Linked DNA regions of Zea mays: region 2 is linked to region 1. Evidence: chromatin contacts called from public Hi-C data. All regions are on one chromosome and are shown on one strand. Each heading gives the region's core, a stretch centred on a gene start, on an enhancer-like site or on the middle of the called end of the contact. The rest is flanking DNA. Distances are from core to core; before and after follow the strand shown.

What was found. Hi-C and Micro-C count contacts between places; a contact is called where the count stands out from the background.
Region 2: a Hi-C map of ear shows a contact between it and region 1, with 2.7 times the contacts expected there. The contact joins the promoter of LOC103639375 here to the promoter of LOC100191434 in region 1. A contact is called at or near these places in 2 of 25 Hi-C or Micro-C datasets (ear and tassel).

The regions. Positions count from the first base shown.
Region 1 is chr9:149,478,035-149,485,709 of Zm-B73-REFERENCE-NAM-5.0, reverse strand. LOC100191434 (Senescence/dehydration-associated protein-related) reads right to left here and starts at 2,034. Exons shown (of 4, transcript NM_001136867.1): 1 at 706-2,034. The coding sequence starts at 1,727.
Region 2 is chr9:149,951,095-149,958,497 of Zm-B73-REFERENCE-NAM-5.0, reverse strand. LOC103639375 reads left to right here and starts at 1,792. Exons shown (of 1, transcript NM_001351742.1): 1 at 1,792-4,759. The coding sequence starts at 1,956. The coding sequence ends at 4,574. LOC542502 (translocon at outer membrane of chloroplast34) reads right to left here. Exons shown (of 8, transcript NM_001112052.2): 6 at 6,919-6,987; 7 at 6,671-6,832; 8 at 6,187-6,589. The coding sequence ends at 6,437.

The DNA of each region.
Region 1 (7,675 bases), core at 785-3,284:
TAGTCATTATCAAGAGATCCTAGGTGCTTTATATATATATATATATATATATATATATATATATATATATATATATATATATATATATATATATATATATATATATATATATATATATATATATATATATATATATATATATATATATATATATATATATATATATATATATATATATATATACTACATGGTGACTCTAAAGCAGGCAATGGATAAGTTCAGGATCATTTCGCACCAATCAACTAATAAAGATGGATGGCAACACTCTGAAGGAATAGTTGACATGATCATACATGAATGGGACATCTGCTTTGCATTCAGAAAGAAAAACATGGCTGCTCAAGCAAAAGATCCCCTGCTCTGATAAATTAAAATCTATCAAAACATGAAATGCAAAGGGAGTTCCAATTAAGAAACATTTACTAAGTAAGAGCTACCAGTAAGTTGTCTGACTCTACGAGTTACCATGACATACAATATTAACAGCACGGTGATTTAACTCCTATCTATGATTAGTGTCTAAAATACTGCAATCCGAAAGGAACGATCGCACTAAATTAACAAGATAATAATCTAATTCGCGGTAAATAGATTTCCTATCCATCTGCAAATTTTCTAATTTTTGGAGCAACCGACTTAAAACGAAATTAACAGTTACAATAGCCATAATAAATGCGAGTAGTAGTAACATGTCCACCATCCTACCTCTTCATCCTTCTGAGAGTGCTGGGCTTCACCTGGGTCGGCTTCGTGCTGGGACCCACGCTCTTCTTCATCACTTCTTCCCCACGCCGCAGGCCCCCCGCCGTGATGTCACCGCACCAGATGATGCCCCTCACTAGCTGCCCCGATCCCCGGGCGATCAGCCGCGCCACCGACGAGCTGTAATCGTCCACGTTCGGCGCTATTGTCGTCCAGAACGCCGCGGACTTCTCCTCAACAACCTCCTTCTTATCCCCGACAGCTTCTTCCGGCGTGATCTCGGCCACTGCCCTCGCGTCCATGACCTCTGACTTCTCCTTCGCCGCCGTCTCCACCTGCTTCACCGAGAAGGTGGTGTACTCCTCGAGGACCCTGTCCAGCTCCGCCAATACTTCCTCCTGCCCCTTCCCAACGACCGTGAGGCCGTAGCTCAGCGCCGCCTCCGCGTCCGCTTCGGCACCGTCCGCGTCATCCTTGTCGTCCGGGTGGTCCGTGTGTGGGACATGGAGCGAGAAGAAGTAGTGCGCGGGGTCGAGCTTGACCGCCGCGACATCGCGGGCCAGCGGCCACTGGACGGGCTCCTGCTCGGCGCCAGCGTCAGACCGCCCGCTGCTGAACAAGCGGAAGAGGCCGCGGCGGTGGTGGGGCTTCTCGTGGATCAGGCGCGCGAGGACGGCGACGGAGTGGTCCCCCTGGCGGAGGCGCACGATGGAGAGCGTGCCAGCGCCGAGATCGACGCTGCGGTCGGGGTCGATGAGGTGGAGCTGCGCCCCAGGGACAGCGATGATGGTCTCCTCTGTGGTGGGCGGTGGCGGTGCCGCGTCCTCTTCGACCGTCTCGGGGAAGAGGTTCTGTGCGAGCTCGTTGGGGTCGACGGTGGGGTAGAGGGAGTTGCCCGTGGCGGCGCCGGCGCCGGCGCAGGTGGAGGTGGTGGGTGCGGAGAAGAAAGGGGTATTGAGATCAGGGTGGGACTGGTCCACATCCGGGTAGAGGCTCTGCTTGGCATTCGAGGAAGCGAAAGCCATGGTTGCGTAGCTGGTCGGTTGCGCTTAGCTTGCTGCGGATCGAGTCGAGCGAGGGGAAGTGGGGAAACAGAAATGGGAGAGGTGGGATTTTATTACGGAAAGAACCAAGTGGTGAAGGCGACGGTTGCTGTGGCGCTCAGGGACGCGGAGACTTCTGCCCGTTGGCCGTCGGCAGGCTGGTACCGTTTCTCAAACCGAACCACACCTGGGGCACAGATGTGGGTGCGGAGATGGTGGTGGCAGCGGATCCGGCAAGCCGATAAGACGAGAAGACTTTGGGAGGAAGGAAGGGGGCGAACGACGCGTAGATGTCGCGGCGAAAGGCGTGGCGGTGGGGGCGAGACAACTCATCGGACACGGAGGCGCGAGAAGAAACGATCAGGAACCTTAGCTGGAGACGAGGCAAAGACGAATAGACACTGGCCTATAAAATTTAGCATGTTTCGTACAGGATGTTTAATCTAATTACAAAACCAATTATATAACTAAAGACTAAATGATGAGATAAATTTTTTAAACCTAATTAATCAATGATTAACAAAAGTTATGTGAATTACCTAATAATTAGGTTTAATATATTTTTTAGAGCTTGTTTGGAAACAAGAACATCGAAAGTAAATCGATGGGCTAAAATCATTTTGCTATAAAAATTAGTTGCTTTTATGAAATTAGGTTATCTCCAGCTAGGAGCCGACCCGATCCAAATTCTGAGTGAGGGGCTAAGGGCATGTTTGGTTTGTGGCTAAATGTGTCACACTTTGTCTAAGGTTAGTCGTCCGAGTTGAGGGGCTGTTTGATTTGTGGCTAAATGTGCCATACTTTGCCTAAGGTTAGTCGTTCGAATTGAAGAACTAACCTTAGGCAGAAAAGTTAGGCAAAGTGTAGCAAATTAGCATCAAACCAAACAGGCTCTAACTAACCTTAGGCAGAAAAGTTAGGCAAAATGTGACAACTTAGGTAGTGAACCAAACATACCTTAAGTATGAGTGGGGGACTAAGTGAATGTTTGTTAACTAATACACTAAATAACATAAAAAGTTCATTGAAACAAAAAATGAGTGGGGTCGTAAGGAAAATGGACCCCGGACCATTTGACTCAAAAGGTTTTGGTGTTTGATGATCAACATAATCTGTAGATTAATGAGTTTGCTAGTGTTTATGTTTGTAGTTCACATGATACTAAAAGTGACTTGGACTAATGTATTGAGGAAAGCAACACCTCAAAAGAAGACATTGTGAAGATCACAAGTGAAGATCAAAAAATATCAAGCAAAGTCCAAAAAAAACGAAGAAATGTGTTGCCACTCGCGGACTGTCCCGTAAGGGAAACCAGACTGTTCGGTGGCACACTAGACTGTCCGGTGCACCAGGGAACAGTAGCCCAACGGCTAGTTCCTGGTGGCACTGTGGAGGAGGGCTCATATTGTTTGTGCAAAGTCTGACAACGCCAATGGTCGACTGACAGATCCAACGACTAGTGGCGCACCGGACAGGGCACCAGATTGTTCGGTGCCCACCACCGGTGTCGGCGTTTCGAGACCGGGGGGTCCCTGGGCCGACGAGTGAAATGTCGCCGCGTGCCCCAGCCCAGATGGGTCGGCGCGAGACGGAGCGCGAAGGGGGGAACAAAGGGCAGCCGGAGCGAGAGAGAGAGGTGGAAATCCCGCGGCCTTCGTGTTTGTCCCGCGCCCAGGTCGGGTGCGCTTGCAGTAGGGGGTTACAAGCATCCACGCGGGAGAGGGAGCGAGCGGCCTCACGCGAACGCCTGTCCCGTCCTCTTCCCCGCGCGGCCAACCCTCTGTAAGAGGGCCCTGGTCCTTCCTTTTATAGGCGTAAGGAGAGGATCCAGGTGTACAATGGGGGGTGTAGCAGAGTGCTAACGTGTCTAGCGGAGGAGAGCTAGCGCCCTAAGTACATGCCATCGTGGCAGCCGGAGAGGTTTTGGCACCCGGTTCGTGTGGTGTCGTGGCCGTCGGAGGAGCGCTGGAGCCTGGCGGAAGGACAGCTGTCGGGGCTGTCAAGTCCTTGCTGACGTCCTCTTGCTTCCGTAAGGGGGCTGAGAGCCGCCGTCGTCATAGAGCGTGCGGGGCGCCATCATTACTTGTCTGACGGAGCGAGCCAGATGGGACGCCGGTCTTGTTCCCCGTAGCCTGAGTCAGCTTGGGGTAGGGTAATGATGGCGCCTCCTGTTGACATGGTCGGTCCGCACCCTAGGTTGGGTGATGTGGAGGCTCCTCCGAGGTCGAGGTCGAGTCTGTCTTCCGTGGCCGAGGTCGAGTCCGAGTCCCTGGGTCGGGCGAGGCAGAGACCGTCGGCTGAGGCCAGGGCTGAGTCTGAGCCCTGGGGTCGGGCGGAGCGGAGTTTGCCGTCTTCCGGGGCTGTGCCCGAGTCCAAGCCCTGAGGTCGGGCGGATCGGAGTTTGCCGTCTTCCGGGGCTGAGCCCAAGTCCGAGCCCTGGGTCGGGCGGAGCGGAGTTCGCCGTCTTCCGGGGCTGAGCCCGAGTCCGAGCCCTGGGTCGGGCGGAGCGGAGTTCGCCGTCTTCCGGGGCTGAGCCCGAGTCCGAGCCCTAGGTCGGGCGGAGCGGAGTTCGCCGTCTTCCGGGGCTGAGCCCGAGTCCGAGCCCTGGGTCGGGCGAAGCGGAGTTTCCTATGGTGCCTGAGGCCGGGCCTGACTGCCTGTCAGCCTCACTCTGTCGAGTGGCACAGCAGTCGGAGCGGCGCAGGCAGCGCCGTCCTTCTGTCAGGCCGGTCAGTGGAGCGGCGAAGTGACTGTGGTCACTTCGGCTCTGTCGACTGGAGGACGCGCGTCAGGATAAAGGTGTCAGGCCACCTTTGCATTAAATGCCCCCGCGATTTGGTCGGTTGGCATGGCGATTTGGCCAGGGTTGCTTCTTGGCGAAGACTGGGCCTCGGGCGAGCCAGAAGTATGTTCGTCGCTGGAGGGGGGCCTCGGGCGAGACGTAGATCCTCCGGGGTCGGCTGCCCTTGCCCGAGGCTGGGCTCGGGCGAGGCGTGATCGAGTCCCTCGAATGGACCGATTCCTGACTTAGTCGCACCCATCAGGCCTTTGCAGCTTTGTGCTGATGGGGGTTACCAGCTGAGAATTAGGAGACTTGAGGGTACCCCTAATTATGGCCCCCGACAGTAGCCCCCGAGCCTCGAAGGGAGTGTTAACACTCGCTTGGAGGCTTTTGTCGCACTTTTTTGCAAGGGGACCAGCCTTTCTCGGTTGCGTTTTGTTCCGGTGGGTGCGCGCGAGCGCACCCACCGGGTGTAGCCCCCGAGGCCTCGGAGGAGTGGTTTGACTCCTCCGAGGTCTTAATGCCTAGCGCAATGCTTCGGCTGGTCTGGTCGTTCCCTCATGCGAGCTGGCCGTAGCCCGGGTGCACGGTCGGGTTCCAAGTTCTCGGGCTGGTATGTTGACGCTGTCAACGTTTGGCCGGAGTCGGGTTTGCAAGAGCAGCCCCCGAGCCTCTGCAAAGGGCGAGACGACGGTCAGGGACAGACTCGACTTTTTTACATACGCCCCTGCGTCGCCTTTCCGCAAGGAGGAGGGGGGGAAAGCGCCATGTTGCCCTCGGAGGGCGCCGAACATGATGTCTCCGGTGAGCTGCTGGCGGGTAATCCGAGTGGACGCCCGTGCCCCATTTGCTAGGGGTCAGCTAGAGGCCTGGAGGCGCGCCCAAAAGTACCTGCGGGTGATCTGCCGGACCCGGTCCCCTGTCGACGGGGTCCGAGGGCTCGATGCCTCCCTCTGATGGGATTCCGTTACAAGATCGTTCCCGCTGGTCTCGGAAATGTCCTAGGGTACCTCGGGAGCGTAGCCCGAGCCTCGGTTATGTATCGAACGTACCCAAGGTCATCCCTCGCTCTGTGTCTGAGGCGGCTGTGAACCCTTCGAGGGCCAACCTACGAACCCCTGATCAGTAGTGGGCGCGGAGCCCGAGTAGCCTGAGGCGGCCGTTGAACCCTTCCGAGGGGCCGGCCTTCGAACCTCTGACCAGTAGTGGGTGTGGAGCCCACGCGCTCTGAGGCGGCTGTTAAACCCCTCCGAGGGGCCAGCCTTTGAACCTCTGATCAGTAGGGAGGCTCGGAGCCTGTTTCCTTCACGGAGAAGGATCCTTTTCGGGGTATCCCCCTTTCCCGGTCCCTGTTGTAAGAGAGAGAAAGAGGAAAAGAAAAAGGATACGAAATCGAATGACGTGGCGTACCTTTTTTGACGCGGTCATCATGGCGAAGGCGAAGCGTCGCTCGCTTCCCCTGCCAGAGGCGCCGCCTGTCCCGCCGCGGAGTTAATGCGACAGGGCGAGTAGTTCGCGGGGCGGCCGTTGCGCGTGCGCGAGCCGTTCGAGGAACGGAACACAGGCGCGCCGTCTTCACGCCGTGAGAGAGGGTTCTCTCACTGCCCCAGGATGGGACGTAGGCTTGGCTGATGACGTGACCGCTGCTCCCGCCCGCCTGCCACCGCCATTACTGCCGGCCCATTTTTGGCCGTATTGACCGTCGCGCCTGGCTGGCACTGCTAGGTCGTACGCAGGGTTGCCTCGAGTCGTGGTACTGGTTCCGCAGTCGAGGAGGCGTGGCAGTGGTGCGAGTGGCGGTGCAGTTGCTTGCACGTAGCGACCGGCGCGCCGGTTGCATGACGCGTGGGCGTGGGGCCCCATGCTAGGTGCGTTGGAAGTCGGAGGGGCGCGCCCACTTGGCGTGGTTGCATGCCGCCTGCATGGCTGCCCGCCCTTTCGCCCGCTGGTCTGGGCGAAAGTGGAGGAATGCCCGTATCCGCTGGGCGGTTGCATGCACCGCGCGCGGCGGTTTGGCTTCTTCTGCTCTGGGCCGGTTTGCAAGACGTGTGGGACCCAGCCCCCGCGCCGTAGGGGGAGGACCTTGGAGCGTGTTGGAGAAGACTCAGCCCACGACGGCTGGGGACGCAGGTAGGGAGAGTCGCCTTTAAAAGGAGGGTGACCCCCTTGAAAGGCGACCATGTCTTCGCGCTCCCTTATGCATCGTGTCTTTCCACCTTCCGAGCCCCCGGATGGGGGACACCCGCAATCCTTCCGCCTTGTCGTTGGAGGAACGCAACTCCGTGGGAGTTGGTACCTTTCAGCCATCGTTCGGCTTCAAGGATTTTCATCATGCAGCCCGGCTGCACCCCTCCGCCGGCGGTCACCCAGGACGGTGACCTCCAGTTCGATGGCGGGGGAAAGCAAGCCGGGCTGCAGCCTCTGCCCCTCCTTCAGCCTCAAGGATTTTCATCATCAGCGCTGGGGAGGGGAGTGTGCCGAGTTGGGGTCGGCCCCTGCGCGGGCGGCGGCCCACTCCTTCCCTCAGTGATCGGGGGGAAGGGCGTTCGCCGTTCGTGGCGCTGGCAGCTGCCGCGTGCCTGGCTCTCTGACCCGAGTGGCTTCGGAGCCGCTCCCGGCGCTGCCTTCCGCCACGGCAGCTGGAAGAGGTTCTTCCGCCGACGAGATAGCCGGGGCCGCCCACGGACCGACCTCCAACTCTACGGCCTTCTGTCCGTCCTTGCCTCACGAGTTTTGGCACGGACAAGGGCCTCACGGCAGCAGCATCCGCCCTAAGGTCATCGCTGCTGCTGTTCGTCCCCCCAGAGCAGAAGTCGTCGTCGTCGCTGCCGGAGCGGGTGACGGCGAGCCGTTCGTCGGTCTTCTGTTGCTCCGTAGGCCCCCCAATCGTGTGGGGTTGTTCGTACCTGCAGAGGTGGAACCGGGGTTCCGCTTGTAATGACACCTTGGATGCCGGTGTTCTGTTCATTGTGGCTGTCGGGGCCTGAACGTGTATGTATTTCTGGCGCGGAGCCGTGTTTTTTCCTCATTTTTGAGCACTAAGTCTCGCCTGTTGGTTATCTGAACCGCTTCACCAAGCGTGAGTCGCCCCGTGCAAAGGTGACGAGTGAGGTATCCGTATCCCGGAGGCGTAGGAGTCCCTCGGCTC
Region 2 (7,403 bases), core at 543-3,042, 470 kb before region 1:
CAATCACGCACACAAGCCATAACTTGAGCTCAAAACACAACTCACGGAGTTCTCTACTCAATTGGAGCTCAAGTCACTATCTCAAAGAATCGAATGCGCGAGAATGGAGTCTTGGTGCTTAGGAATGATCAAAGAATGCTTGGGTGACTCCTCCATGCGCCTAGGGGGTCCCTTTTATAGCCCCAAGGCACCTAGGAGCCGTTGGAGGCAATCTTGGAAGGCTAATCTTGCCTTCTGTTGGGTGTCGCACCGAACAGCCCGGTGCACCACCGTAGGCACTGTAGCATGTCTGGTGCGGATCTCCTTCCTAATTTGGCGCAGACGACCGTTGCAACTCTGGCGTCGGTTGGCGCACCGAACACTGTCCGGTGCACACCGAACAGTCCGGTGCCCCTTCCGACCATTGGTGCGGGCCACGTGTCGCCCTCAGATCATGCTGCCGACCGTTGCGAAGTTGACCGTTGGCTCACCGGACAGTCCGGTGAATTTTAGCCGTACGCCGTTGAACTTTTCCCGAGAGCGACGACTTCGTCGCGACCGACCCACCAGACAGTCCGGTGCACCACCGGACAGTCCGATGAATTATAGCCGTACGCCGTCGTCGAGTCCCGAGAGTGGCCTGTTCACCTTGGACCCGTCTGGCGCACCGGACACTGTCTGGTGCACCACCGGACAGTCCGGTGTGCCAGACTGTGCTTAGTCTTGGCTACACACAGACACTCTTTTCCAATCTTTTTCTTTTTCTGTTTCTAGCACTTAGGTAACTTTATTAGTACCCAAAACAAATGTACTAAGTCTAGAAACATACCTTCTTTGTTGATTTGCACTTAATTCATCATTTGATATAAAATAACTCACTTAATATGTGTTGGACACTTAATCACCAAAATATACTAGAAATGGCACAATGGCACATTTCCCTTTTAATACACAATAATATTTAACTAACAAGGTAGAGGATATCGGTACGACATCTGAGGCACCTAAAATTGAAACAATTAAAAATCTGTAAAAATGGTGCCTCTATTTTTTACAATGATTTAGTAATATAAAGACACGCATTTGCACAAATTTGTGTTAAGAAAGTTATCATAGAAACATGTTAAAAAAGATTATAAGGAAGAATGGGCAACTGAAGCAAAATATTGTCACATGGGCGAGCGTCGATCAAGTGAAGGGAACGATGGTTGGAGTTAGCGAATGTGATTTTTGCATATTTACGCAGTGAGGCAATTTATTGGATTTGAACTAGCCACACGGGAGGATGGTCTGACTTATAATTCAGGTCTCTATCAAATCTTCGCGGGAAAAATTTCGTCCCGCCATGCTCCGTTAGGTTTAGTTTAGATACTTTAATATTAATCCTAATCAACATGTATTGAACTAGATTGTTGTGTAAATTAAACTAATTTACATCTAAAAGCTTGTTCGTTTTACTGTTAATCCATGTGGATTCGATGGTATTGAGTCGATTTAAATCTATAGCAAGCCAAATTTTACTATAATCCACTTCAATATACTCAAATTCACGTGGAATTGGAATAACGGAATAAAACCTAAATACAACTCAACACATGTAGATTGAGATCAATATTAAAGTACCTAAATAAAAAATAAAGACTTAAAATTTTGGGTTCTCGTTAGAGATAGTTATACTGAAATTTTAAAAATATTTATAAAATATATTATCATAGCATATATTCAAATAATACAGCATTGACAGGAATATAAGATTGCACCCATCATGAATTCACCGTCACAGAAAAGAAACCGGAACCCAAAAGGCTCTCCGCCGACACGCCGGCTACGGCGATTCTCCAATCTGAAACCCTTCCTGCCGACGATTCCTTTCCACCTTCCGCTCCATCGCGTGGCCGCCGCCGCTCTCCACCCGATTGGTTCCCGTGCCTGCCGCCCCACCGATTCACTCCGCGCCCGCGCGACCCCTGCCGTCCATGAACCTCTCCGAGGATTGGCGCTCCGTCTTCCCGGTTTGTGCCGTCTTCGCTGCGCCGTCCGTTGACCCGCTGCCTGCCGCCGCCGCCTCCCGCGGCCCCCTCCACTTCTCCCCTCTCCCGCCGCGCACCCCGTTGCTCTCCCTCCCCTACCCCATCCCATTGCCGCGCTCCTCCACCCGCGGCCTGAACCGCTTCCTCCGCTCTTTTGTCCGAGGCACCTCCTTCCTCCCGCGCTCCGACTTTGACTACCTCGCTGACACACTCATCCCCCAACCGTCTTCATCTTCTCCGCCTTCCAATCTGCTCGCCGTCCTCCGGCTCTCGTGCTCTCTCATTCTCTTTTTCCCCTACGGCGAGAATGCGGAGCATGTTGCCTTTGTTACTCTGGATGCCACCACTGTCACTGGTTCCACGCCTCTCTCGCCGGTCGTTCAGAGTGATGGGTTTATGCACCCGGGCCACCGCATCCAGCAGCTTGTTACCACTGCTAATGAGTCGTCATGGCCGTCGCAGCTGGAAGACAACCCTGAGGGGTTCCTGCTTGCTGTGACAATGTACTCCCTGAATTGGTTCAGGGTTGAGTCACAGGATTTGGGGACTTCTGTCTTAGTGCCTATTGCCAAGCAGCAGGTTGACTCTGTAATTGTGCATGCTTGTTGGAGCAGGCATTTGCCATCCGAATGTGTTGTGTTGCTGGAGAGTGGGGAGCTGTGCTGGTTCAATCTGGACACACGTCAAGGTGGAAAGATAAAAATTGATGTTGGCAGCAAGGATGACACTGGGGAATGGCTAAGCTGTGACTATGGGGCACAACCATGGATGATAATCGTCGCGAGTTCAAAATCCATCCTTTTGATCGACTTAAGATTTGGGGATCGTGGTCAATACAAGGTTTTGGCGAGAGTTGGAATGCCAGGACTGCTTGAAACTGATCCTTTTGCTGAGGCAGATCAGTACCTTGCATTCTGCAGGGGTGGGCTTGATCATTTCCATTTCTCAGTGGTGACAAAGCGATACTTGATTCTCCTCGATTTGAGACAGCCATTGACGCCTGTGTTGGCGTGGCAGCATGAGCTGAAAAGTCCTAGTAATGTTGCTATGTTTCGACTTTCTGAATTGAGGCCTTCCAAGGAGCATGAGTGGGCATCAAATTCTGGTTTTGCTATTTTGGTTGGTTCGTTCAAGACAGGGGAGTTCAGTGTTTTCTGTTATGGACCTAAAGAGCAAGGCTGTCCAGATAACTCTCACCTGTATGCTTGGGATCTTCCTTCACGGTTTTCGCTGACAGGTCATCACTGCAGCTGCAGCAGCGGAAGAATGAAAGATGTATTCTCAATGCCTGTTTCAAGAGATGAATATGCTTCAAAATGGAGTAAAAACTCCATTATTGGCTACTATGTGCTTCCAAACCACCTCTCAGTTTCAGAGACATCATTTACTGGCTTTGCTTTGGTCTGCTTGACAGCCATGGGGAAATTAGAAATGCAAAGGTACCGTGCATCTGCAGATTCACACAATGATATCCCATGTGATGAATCAAAACATACAGCCAGGGCTAGTAATTTAGCTATATTTCCTGACACTCCGTATGACAATTTCTCCCTTAGATATAGTTTAATGAAGTTGCGTTTCCTATCTGAGTATCTTGAAGGCAATCTGTGCAATGCATTGGTAAAGCATGGTTCTAGTATCAATAAAGAGATGGGCCATATTATTATCAGTGAAGCTGTGTCGGAATATGCAAAAGAGAACTCTAGTTCATTGCCCCACCCAGTTTCAGATTTTTTATGCAATGTTAGTATTCCCATGAACATTTTTGAAATTTCTTGCCAGAGAATATTGAATGGCCTGCCATCAGACATCCTGCATGTCACCTTCTCCAAATACAGTGACATGCTAGCATGCAGCACAGAGAAGACCTTATGTGAACATTTAGATGTTCCTACCTGTTTGACGAACACTAAACTTAGACCTTTCCTGTTGGCAAAACCTTCAAGCATAAGTTACAATCTGACTAGCAAAGTACGCTCTCCAGATGCCCTTGTTGGTCCAGTACTACCCATACCTGTTCTGCTTGCGCTGGAAGAGAAAAGCAAGGATGCAGAAAGCTCTTCTCAGGGAGTACCCATAGAAACTGATTCCATAAATGATCGATGTAGAGAAGTTTTTGAAGCCCTGGATCCTGTAATATCCATTGCTGACACTGACAACGGCAATGGATGGCCTGCTTCACAAGAACTGGATGAAGGAAAGTCCTATTTTAGTTATGAGCCTCAGATTGAACATAGGTTCAGTATGGGTAGAAGTACCAGAAAGGAGGAGAAAGAAGATCAAAACCAAGATGATCTGCATAGGTCTTCAACGCTATATGAGGATAAGGTCTTCACAACATTTGTTTGCGGAAAAGCCAAAGTTCCTGATTCACCTGAACAAGCTGCAACTTTGTTCGATTTCGGCCCAGTGAGGATAGATTTTGATACCCCAGCCATGGAAATTCAGCCTGCCGAGGAAAAGGTGTACAAATGTTTGAGGAAACAATTTGTAACATGGCGAAACAATTTCAAGCCATACCAAGATTTTTGTAGCACACATAAAATACCAAAGCTGAGGCAATGAGCCCTTCCATCCTTCATTCAGTTTCAACAGGGCTTGTAGATTTACGCATATGGCTGCTTGCCTTTTTTTTTTGTTCCGTTTTTTTTTTGGAAGGGTAAGAGCGAACTAAAAATCAAATATACGCTCTTATGCTATTTCTGATGTACATACATATGGCCTGCTGTTGAATATAAATGCTGTTTTCTTCTATGTACCGCTATTGTGTTGCTATCATATTGTTCATGAATGTATACTCCCTTTTTTGAAATATATGACTGTATGCCACATTTAAGACAAGCTAATTGGTTCATTGCTCAGGAGGAGCTAATAGTTTAAATGAGCAAATTAGCTTGCATAAAAATTGTATGTTTCAAAACAGGGAGTAGCAACCCTTCTTTACAGATTTGGAAGTATTTTACAGATTTGGAATTGTGTATCCGGTGACGTGTAGGATTTGATGGACTCGTTGGAGCCTTTTTACACGCACACTGGTTTTTGGTCCTTAGACCATCTCTAGCAGGCTATGTAAAGTATTATTTTGTATTATAAATTATACTGTTTGCAGAGTGAAGTTTAAAATAAGGGGTGAAATAGAGTGTGATAGAGTCTATTGTAGATTATACTGTTTGCAGTGTGAAGTTTAAAATAGAGAGTGAAATAGAGAGTAGGATAGAGAGTGCTGTAGGTAGTCTTAAGACCATTCTCAATAAGAGTTCCATGATCATTACATAGGATGTCATGTAAGTGTTTTTGATGATGTGACAGTGTACACTGTTTTCAAGGTGTTTATGTTTTGCATGTGACCCAGGAAACAACAATGATAAAACTATCTGAGACTATTTTATTATAGTTTCAAACCTCTTTAGATGATGTGTCACTGTAGTTAATCGTGTCTATAAAATTTTCATTGACAATGGCCTAATGATAGTGCCATTGAAATATTAGGCACTGCGCTTTCAGGCCCAGAACGAAGCTACTTTTGCCAGGCTGCCACAAGAACCAAGGTTTCTTATGAAAGTAGAAGTCACTCCGGCTTGGAAAAAGAACTTCTCGGTTCTCTAAATAACTCCCTAAATTTTAAATTTTAAAAATAATTGAGAAAAAAGGCTTCTCCAATAATTCTCTAAATAGACTTGTTAAATTTAGTTACTTACTATCAAATTTCATTTACTTTCCAGATTTAGCAATCTATTCAGATTTAGCAACTCGATAGATGTTTCTTAAATATAGTTGATGTCAATTTCTTCACACTCATGTTCTCATTTTTTTCCTTTTCTCATTTTTTTTCCTTTTCCCGTATAGCGAGTAACCAAATCTGACACTCTTTTCCCCCTTTCTCGTGCAGCGAGATAGTAAGATCCAATATGTATAACACAAGCTTCTCCTTTACCATTGAACCACCGCTACAATCAGACACTCTTTTTTCCCCTTTCTCGTGCAGCGAGATAGTCAGGTCCAATATGCATAACACAAGTTTCTCCTAACCATTGAACCACCGCTACACTATAGGTCGTTCCGACCAACCTTCTATGCCCTCGACGCCCTCTTCTCTTGACTCCATTGCCAACCTTTTCTGACAGGAGCAAGCATACCAAAACTAGATTCAAAACTGAACTACTCCTAAATATGCTAATTTTTACTCCAATAGCTATTTAACAACTTGCTAAACATAATAGCAGGGGTTTGATAACAATATTCAAAATTGCGAAGAGGGCCAAGCATCATAAAATGGAAAAGATATTCTTATCAACTACAACACGAGCAATTATTTTTCAAGTAGAACCAGCGAACTCTATAAAGCCCTCAACACATAATTAGGAAAAGGAACAGCAAGCAGATCGAGTGGGTCACAACACGAATAAAATCATTTCTGCTACACCAACTTAGGCTTTGCGGTTCCGGGTGGTAGAACCTTTCTGCTCCACAGGGTCCCTGCTTCCAACCAAGTCCCGGTAACGCTGCTCCCAGTCATCCACCTTCCCATTTGCGATATCTGCATGGATCGCCCTCCGGATTCCTTTTACTACCAAGAAGTACTGCAAAAGAGTACCGAAGATATGAGTGTAAAGTTCTGTTTGAGGACGTCAGTGGGAAGAGTATCATGTAAGGCAGTTCACCTCCACAGCAAGTATAATTGGTATGAACATCTTCCAGCGATTGTTAGGGTTTGGACCATCAATTAACTTCTGATCAACATGAATGGGCTTGCTCCCGTTTGAGATAACAACAGTAATTTCTTTCATCAGTTTTGGAACCCACGGAGTTCCATCCGGAAGTATCTGTTTAACAGTGAAATATCGTCATCTATTAATCATTAAGGCATGAGAACAGAGAAATGCTAGGTCAAATACATAAACAGACAAACCTTCTCCCCATGCTCGTTAGTCTTGCACCTTCCACTGTTCTCTACCAATGCTATTGGCAAAGGGAAATCCTAAAAAAGAGAGCAAAATGTAGATAATCCATTAGAACTGGCTTGCGATGCAAAAATGAAACGAAATCATCAGTGTTGCTTGTGCATAAAGACATCTGTGATGTACTGAAAAAAATCCATATTTCATGTTGTCCATGTAAACAAAATTTTAAAATAGCATGTCACAAAAAAATCAGCAAGTAGAGAAAAAAAAACTAATATTGATGCAGCCATTTAGCCAAATGTGCTTCCACTAATTCTCACAGTCTATGTCGGTACCCAGGAACTAGGGTACCCATTACTGCTGGGTCCAGACGAGGACCTGCGTGGCGATCTGTAGCCACGTGGGAAGGAGCTAAGTAACCTGGATTGGCGCGGTGTTACCAAGTATCCCAAAGCTGAAGTTGTCTGACAACTTCAGTCATAGGTCCGGGCCC